Regions from separate parts of the Zea mays genome. Here regions 2 and 3 are each linked to region 1. Evidence: chromatin contacts called from public Hi-C data. All regions are on one chromosome and are shown on one strand. The core of a region is the stretch at or near the end of the contact, and the rest is flanking DNA. Distances in the headings are between cores, read along the strand shown.

Region 1 (2,700 bases), core at 196-2,695:
TCCCACGTGAGTTGTTGGAGAACTCCTAGGAACGGGTTTAGACCTCCCCCCTTATATATTTGAAGCGGTATGGCCAATTGAACAACCAACAATAGATCAAACAATAAAATTATCTTCCGTTCTTTACTTTTTGCCCTAAGAGTATACAATAACTTAGATTCCTCTCTCTAATCTTCACCTCTCTCCGGCTCTACGTCGTTTAGAGGCGTCTTGGGTGGCCTGCCGATCCCAAGACAAACCCTAGGATCTCTCCTCCACAATGGGATCCCTCCAGGGAGCGAGATCCTAGCGCTGTTCGGTGAACTCCGCCGCCCCTATGCATGCGCGGACCGTCCGGCTCGTCAGACAGAAACCCTAGCTCTGGCGCCAGGTCGCGGACCGTCCGGCCCTCGGCCTCGGACCGTCTGCACCTTCGTAGAGGGCACCGCAACTGATATTCATCGATGTGATTGGCGCGCGGATCGGCACCAACAAGAAGGTGAGGACGAGAGATATTGCGTTAATAGGGTGATTAACAGGGGTATAATTGTAATGTACCAAGGCCAGGCTAATGGTGGCGTAATTCGGCGAGAGGCACTCGTATTTGTGGGGTATTTTAGCTATTGACAATGTTAGTGGGGTATTTTATTGAGAAGCAACATATAAGAACCCAAATAAGCAATTTTGCCCACAACCGCCCACTAGTTGTCCGAACCTGCCTGACCGGCGACCAAACCGACTCCACCGCCAAACCATCGCCGCCTTAAAACCCTCCCTCTAAGCTAGTGAATAATGGAACCCAACCCGAAATCCTAACCTTATGCCCCGCCGGCATCAACCACCACCCCGCCTGGAGGCGACTTTGCCATCGGCTGCTCCCCCACATTCCGCCTGCTCTCTAGGCTCGGCTCCTCGGCGACGACAATGAGGGCTGGAAGAGGAATACGAAGTGGAGTGGGCCACGACTAGCAGGCCAAAGGTAGACCAGGCTCGGTCGCGCGCTCATCTTAACACGTGGCGTGCGGGTTGGAGTTTTCCTTTTGGATATTACGTACTCTCTTTATTCCAAATTAAAATTCGTTTTAGTCTTTTATTGGATCTATACAATAACAAGTGTATCTGTTTTATAAATATGTCTAGATTTATTATCATTTATTTAAATATAGTAGATAAAAAAAGCAAATGGTAAAACGAACTCTATTATGTAACGGAGTATTTGAGAATATGTGTATGGAGAGACGCCACCCCGGCCTGGCCCATATCCAATTAAATAATGAGCGTCGAAGTCAGCCAGCAGCCCAGCACGATGGACTATATATTAAATGTGAGTGCTAGTTTTCCTTTTGGATATTACGTACATGAAAATATGTGTATGGAGAGACGCCGCCCCGGCCTGGCCCATATCCAAACAGCCAGCAGCCCAGCACGATCGACTATAAAATGCATCTTATCACCAACCCTAGCTAAGTCATCGCCCGTCCACTTCAATTTCCATCTCTCTGGGCACTCCGGCGGAACGAAGAACGCCCACGGATCCGAGGAACAAGCCGTCTTTGTGGGCTTTAGGTATACGAGGTAGCTCTAATCTCTATACTAGCAGTCTTATTCGTATTTGTGGTACCGGTGTCCGGTGATCTCTCTATATATAGCAAGCGTAGTGTCAGTGTCACTGTGTCAGGTAGTAGGATTACTGGAGTATTGGCTGGAATCTGTGTCTCGTCTCAAATGATTCGTTGTGAGGACTCTCAATTTATCTTCTTCTACAACCTGTTTGAGTTGTTGTTTTTTTGGATATTAATTGTTCTATAGCCTAAACAGAAGAAAGATGAAAGGGTCTTCTGTTGAATTCAGTTGCTGGTTCATACGAAGGGCTGCATTGCTGCAAATTTTGTTTTCCAATTAGATCGATGCATTCTGGCTGGCAAGTAGAAAGTGTATTCAGCAAAAATGTGAACTAACACATTCAGTTTCTCTCTTCAATGTGAGCCATGTTATTTTTAAGGTGGTGCCTATTGGAAATGTTGGCGCTTTTTGTGCATTGTTGTATAGCTCAAATAATTAAAAGTTGTATCAAAGCATTCTTTTTGTCTACATTAAAACAACTGATGATGTTTGGTGGGTGTGCTCATTCAGAATGCAGATCTTCGTGAGGAGCCCCAGCGGCAAGATGATTTGCCTCAGGGTCCAACCTGACGATACCTTGCATACAGTTAAGAAAAAGATTTTAGAAAAATACCACCTTGTCTTTGAAGGAGTGCAGATGGAGGATAACCTCACACTGGCTGATTATAACATCCAGCATCAATCCACGCTTGACCTCCAAGAAAAGATGCAAATCTATGTGAAGGAGACGCTAAAAGGCCTAACCATCACTCTTGATGTTGATAGCTTAGATACTATTGACATCATAAAGGACAAGATTGAATACAACGAGGGATTTCCCAAGGGTCGGCAATGCCTCATCTTTGGCGACGAACAGCTAGAGGGCAAGTACACCTTGGCGGACTACAACATTTGCAACGAGTCCACGCTTCTCCTTGTCATCCACCCATGTACAAGTACAAGTGACGCAATGCAGATCTTTGTGAAGATGCAAAACGGAAAGACCACCACTGTTAGGGTCGACAGCTCAGATACCGTCAACAGTATCACGGTGAAGATCTATGAAATGGAGGGCATCCCACCCCTAGAACAGCGCATCATCTTTCGCGGCAGGCGTCT
Region 2 (2,700 bases), core at 110-2,609, 310 kb before region 1:
GTTGACGGCGCCAAGACCAGTCGGAGAAAGCGATGAAATCCACCGACGTGTCCTCAGTCCTCACGCACGCCTCTGCACAAGAACATGCAATTCGAACACGACTAGCAGCAGGAGCCAGGTGTACGGCATGAGTAGAGCACTGGTAGTGGTGGGCAGAAACAGGAAAGGCGAAAAAGTGCAGTGCAAGTCATGCGCACATGTGTCCTCGTTTGAGGGGAACAAGTAGAGAGGTTGTCTGCCTAACAATGGCAACATCGTTACTATAATCGTAGTAAACCAGGTGAGTGATGCTACGTCATCTGCCGAGTCAAGTACAGGATTACGCAGAGATTTTATTCAAGTATAGATCGAGCATGAAAGGTAGGAAAGCGATGTGCCTCTTCTTTGAGCTGCTTGTTCGCCTCCTTGAGCGACAGGTACTCCTCCATGACCACGTCCTTCTCCTGCACCGTGGCCGTCGGCTCATCAGTGCAACTCGATCGAAAGAGCGGCGTACGTGAAGACGACATTACACCAGATGCCGCCGCCGCCGAGCAAGGTGCGGTGGTACCTACCTTCTTCATGCTCTCGTTCTGCGACGACAGGTCGGCGACCTTCCTGGCGAGCTCGTCCCGGATGGCCTGGCGGCGGAGGATGGTCTGGCGGGCGGACTCGCGGTTGGCCAGCACGCGCCGCAGCCGCTTCGCCTCCTTCTCGGCCTGTCACGCACGGTGGTGAAGACGGCGGTCGGTTACGGAGTCGCGCGCGATTGTGCCGGCCGCGAAGCACGGGCGAGCAGCTAGGTACTTACTTACATACCTCGGTGACCGCGTGCCGGGGCCGGGGTCCGTAGCCAGTCGTCGCTGGCTCCGGTACGGCGGGCTGCTGGTACGCCGCCTGGTGGGACGGCGGCGGCGGCGGGTGCCCGCCAAAGCTGGAGCTGCTGGAGCACGGGGAGGCCTGGATGCTCACCTCCCCTAGCTCCAGGCTCAGCCGCGTGCTCGCCTCGTCCTCCTGGTCGCCGGTCGTGGAGAGTTATTCGTACGTTAGTTAGGAGTTACGATTAAATCTTAATAGAGCAAGCAAAGCGCTGCGACGGTGACGGCGACGGCGGTTGTAATCATTCACCTGGTGAGCAGAAGGAGCGGGAGTAGCGCGCCGCACGGGCGGCGGCTGTTCGCCGCCCGGTCCGGCGACCCCGGCCATGTCGGCAAGCGCCATGGCGGCGCCGAGCTCGACGTCGACGGTGACGCCCCGGCGGCATTGCCGCTGGCCGTCGCTATCGTCGGACATGGCGATCGAGCGACCTGCTAGCTAGATGCCGGAGCTTCGCATGGATGGGAGAAACAAATATAGAGAGGTACGTGCGGGAGGCGATCAGGCGAGAAGAGGGTTGAACGGCGGAGGAGCGGTGCCAAGTGCCCCAAGGGAAAGCCAGAATTTAAATATCTCCCGCGCCGCCTCGCGGGCAGGCGGCCACCCCCGTCGCGCCCTGTGGAGCCCGCCTCGCCCGTGCGCGGCCGCCACGTGTCGGAGAGGCTCGCGCCGCCCGGGCTCACCTCCACGCAGCAGGCGCTCGGGGGACACGCGGAGGCCGGGCGCCCCCGCGACCGGCATGCAGACTGCGGAGAGCGGGCGGGCGGGCGGTTCGTGGGCCGAGCCGGGCGGGACGAGGGCCCCGCGTGTCAGCCCGGTGCGCAGCGCCTTTGTTGGCTTGGCTCAGGCTCAGGCTCAGGGCTCAGGCTCAGAGCTGGACGCGGTTCACGGTCCCACTCGAGCGAGTCGCGACGTGCCGCGCCCCTGCGCCGGCCGGGTGGCCGCCGCCACGCCGGAAGCGTCTGGAACACCATGCTCTCGCTTCGGCCGTTCGGCGCGCGCAAGGCGCAACCCAATCCGGCTCGGCGATACTGCGTGCTGGGCCTGCGGCACGGCAGGCAGCATTTCTGTCAGATTAGGGTAGAGATGGCAACGGGGAATTCCCCGTCGGGTTTTGGCTCCCCATCCCCGTCCCCACGACGAAAAAACTTCCCCGCGGGGATCCCCACGAACGCTTGCGGGGGACATTTCTTCCCCATCCCCGTTACCCGCGGGGATAAATCCCCATCGGGGATCCCCGTCCCCGCTTAAATTATAATTAGATCATACTTAATTTGTTATTAATGTAAAACATTTTCACTTATACACATTGTTAGATGTAAAAATCATTATGTGTACATTAAAATGAACGCATTTGTACAACTAGTGATCTCTTGGCAAGATAATTATTTATTTTGTATCATTAACTATTATATGAAAACATCGTCACATGTAAGTTTAACGGGTCCCCGCGGGGAACGGGGATGGGGAATGCTTCCCCATCCCCATCCCCGTTTACCCGTCGGGGGAGAAATTTTCCCCGTTTACATCCCCGTGGGGGAAGAAATTTCTCCATCCCCGTCCCCTAATAGAGGAATTCCCCGCGGGGAATCGGGGATCGGGTCCCCATTGCCATCTCTAGATTAGGGCCTCGCCTCACCTGGTGCTGATGCCTGGTGCCTGATTGGTCTGACGGGGGAGGGAGAAGCGTGCGCTGACCACTGATTGCTGAGCTTGTCCGTGTGCTCGACCAACCAGCCCAGTACAGTGTCCATCTCTCGTAGCTCAGGCCGCGGCAGTAGCGGGAATCCCGAGACGGCAACCGACCCAAACTGCGTGCCGTACCTCTACATGAACAGGAGCTGA
Region 3 (2,700 bases), core at 65-2,564, 400 kb after region 1:
ATCTACCTAATAATTTATCTGTTTGCAAGGTGGGGGATAAACAATGCTAGGGAAACCTATTAGGTCCTGTCAAATTAACCTGAGCATGTCGTAGTGATTAACAGCGAATATTATTAGGTAAAAAGGAGTGATCAAGGGCACAACTTGCTTGGGACTCGAGATTCCAGGTACCAAGATGATCTTCAAATTCTTGTGACCTCACTGTTATTCTTGTAGCAATACAAGCAAACATGGTATAGGCAAAACTAACATCACACCAAACATAAGAACAGACTGCATAATAATGATCTACGCGTCGTAACGAGATCCTAGGTTCGAGAACCGCTAAGTTCGGAGTCACGGTTATAAAGTTATGATTTTCTGAAGATTTGGGTCTTTAATATAGAACAAACTAAGTGTATAATTTTAACATATGTTTCATAACAAAATAAGGTTGCTAGATGCTAAACATTATTAATATAAATTTAATGCAACTGGAATGGATCAAAAAGAAGTTAAAATGAAATAAATATGAATTAAACAAGTTTTTAGAATTATTTGTATACTAAAAATCATTTTCTTTATTAATTTTACCCACTTTATTAACCTTTGGGCTGTGGCCACAATTTTCTAGGAGCTTAGGGGGTGACCTACAAATTTTAGGACCTAGTTGCTATGTTTCTTTGAATATAGTGGACGACAGGTTGATTAGTAAAAAGTCTAAGGGCTCTTTTGCACATTGCCGAGGCCGAAGAGGGTATGCAGCCATCCTAGCCACCCAATTACTCTCATGTGAATAGTACTCATCCACCATCGTTGGATCACGGATCAACAGCCCGAGATGACCCACGCCCATATGTAATCTTCTCCTCTCGTCTTCGATCCAACGGGCCAAATCAGAACATGAAGGAGGGGTATGGATCCTTTAATCCTGGCCACAAATAACGAGATACACGGTACACGTGCCACCCACCAAATTTTATCCCTTAGCCTCAATCTCCACCGTCGATCCAAGGACTGACGGCCACCACTCTTCTGCCTCAACCCTGCCCTCTCAGGGCTTGTTCGGTTATTTTCAATTCATATGAATTGGAGGGGATTGATACGGATTGGAGATGATTTTGACTTACTAGGGATTAAAACCCCCTCAATTCCCCTCAATTCATATGGATTGGGGTAGAACCGAACAAGCCCTCAATGATGGCGTAGAGGGCCCATGCGGCGGCAGCGGCCATGGTTGGCAAACAGCACTGGCACCCCGGTACACCATTATCATGAACGATCGGTTCTACGCTATGAACATGACAAGGCGAACTACAGGGGCGGGTAGTTACCAGCTATTGGGCCGCACAGACACCCATCGACGATGGATGGTGGCAGGGCTGTCCTCACCAAGCCCAGCAAGCAATTGCCACCGATTCTTGGCCACCAAAGCTCAACGATAACCATCGACACGCTCCTCAAGAGAATGCGAAGCTCCCTGACCCCATGTTTCAGCTCGAGCGATGACGTTCCCCAGTTTCCCTCGCGGCGGCAACTCTTCTTCCGCACTGATCCCCTCGGTTCTCGGTGACGAGGCATGACGCGATCTTGGGGCGCCCATGTTGGTAGGGGGCTAGAGGCCTCAGGTTTTTATAGCGCGGCGGTAGAGTTCGTAGCGGCAGAATCCGCGGCGGCCGGTGAACATGCCCCGACGGACGCGCATGGGTTTGTTACGCGCAGATTTGGTGGTGAAGGACTCCTGACAAACTAGCTCCACATGTTGGTTTCGGCCGAGACAGATACGCGCACGCGGAACGCTGGCCTATCAGGCCCACAAGCCAGCGGCCCATCGCTAGATCGTGTGTGCGGAGTGGCCGACCAATGGGGACCACATGTCAGCGATGACAGAGGTGGAGGTGGGCTGGCGTGGGGGTGAGTTGGGAGTGGGCCAGGGCGGTGGGAAAGGGTAACTGGGCCAAGGGGGAGGGAAAATAGCCCAAGAACCAGTTTGCCCATTTTTCATTTCTTTTTTCTGTTTTCTTCTTTTTTTTCTTATTTCAAATCCAAGTTTGATTATGAACTTCAAGCATATATTAGATGTATCAAATAGAAGTCTCAGCATAACAATGCGATTATTATATATATACATTTTTTTAATTCTTTTGTCCCTGAAACAAAACATACTATTCAATAAAGTATGATTTATTCAATGTACCTCACCATAATATTTAGCTTAAGAAAATAGTTCAATTACATAGCCAAAGTTTATATTAACAATAACCTAAATCTATATCCTTCATATAATTATTTTTAAGAGAGTGTAACTTCTTATATGAAAGCTAGATTAAGATAGATTTACTTAATTATTTTAGAGGATAGTCATTAACTATATATTTTTAAGAAGGGTAATTTAATTCAAATAAGAATATTTTATATAATCTCTTATTTGAAAATATTTTTTTGAGTCACAAAATGAGCTTTCCTAATTTACCCAAAATAGAATTTTAGGGTGTTATAAAAGCTTAGGTGTGAAAACTTTTCCACTAGCGATTCTCTTAACACAACCGTCATAGAAAGTTATTTACACTGGCGTTTGGTTAAGAGAACCGCCAATGAAAATACCATTTCCATTGGTGGTTCTAAAATAATCGCCAGTGGAAAATCGATTTCAACTGGCCCACAACGCAGGCCGTTCTAAAAAACGCCAGTGAAAATGTGTTACAAACTGCCTCTATAGAG

The links. Hi-C and Micro-C count contacts between places; a contact is called where the count stands out from the background.
Region 2: a Hi-C map of ear shows a contact between it and region 1, with 5 times the contacts expected there. The contact joins the promoter of LOC103647074 here to the promoter of LOC103647073 in region 1. A contact is called at or near these places in 2 of 25 Hi-C or Micro-C datasets (ear and leaf).
Region 3: a contact with region 1 is called in a Hi-C map of ear, with 5 times the contacts expected there. The contact joins the enhancer-like site here to the promoter of LOC103647073 in region 1. A contact is called at or near these places in 3 of 25 Hi-C or Micro-C datasets (ear, endosperm and leaf).

What each region holds. Positions count from the first base shown.
Region 1 is chr2:147,116,975-147,119,674 of Zm-B73-REFERENCE-NAM-5.0, reverse strand. LOC103647073 (polyubiquitin) reads left to right here and starts at 1,445. Exons shown (of 2, transcript XM_008671635.4): 1 at 1,445-1,545; 2 at 2,113-2,700. The coding sequence starts at 2,114.
Region 2 is chr2:147,427,767-147,430,466 of Zm-B73-REFERENCE-NAM-5.0, reverse strand. It overlaps LOC103647074 (G-box-binding factor 1), which reads right to left and starts at 1,359. Exons shown (of 4, transcript XM_020549333.2): 1 at 1,108-1,359; 2 at 799-993; 3 at 555-698; 4 at 232-443. The coding sequence starts at 1,272. The coding sequence ends at 333.
Region 3 is chr2:146,720,200-146,722,899 of Zm-B73-REFERENCE-NAM-5.0, reverse strand. No RefSeq gene overlaps it. Among protein-coding and RNA genes, the nearest start is that of LOC542051, 55 kb to the left of the region's middle. Within about 2 kb of position 1,314, at least 18 of the 20 cell types and tissues checked have an H3K27ac peak or open chromatin away from gene starts, as enhancers often do. A contact at or near this core is called in ear, endosperm and leaf, where this site is marked.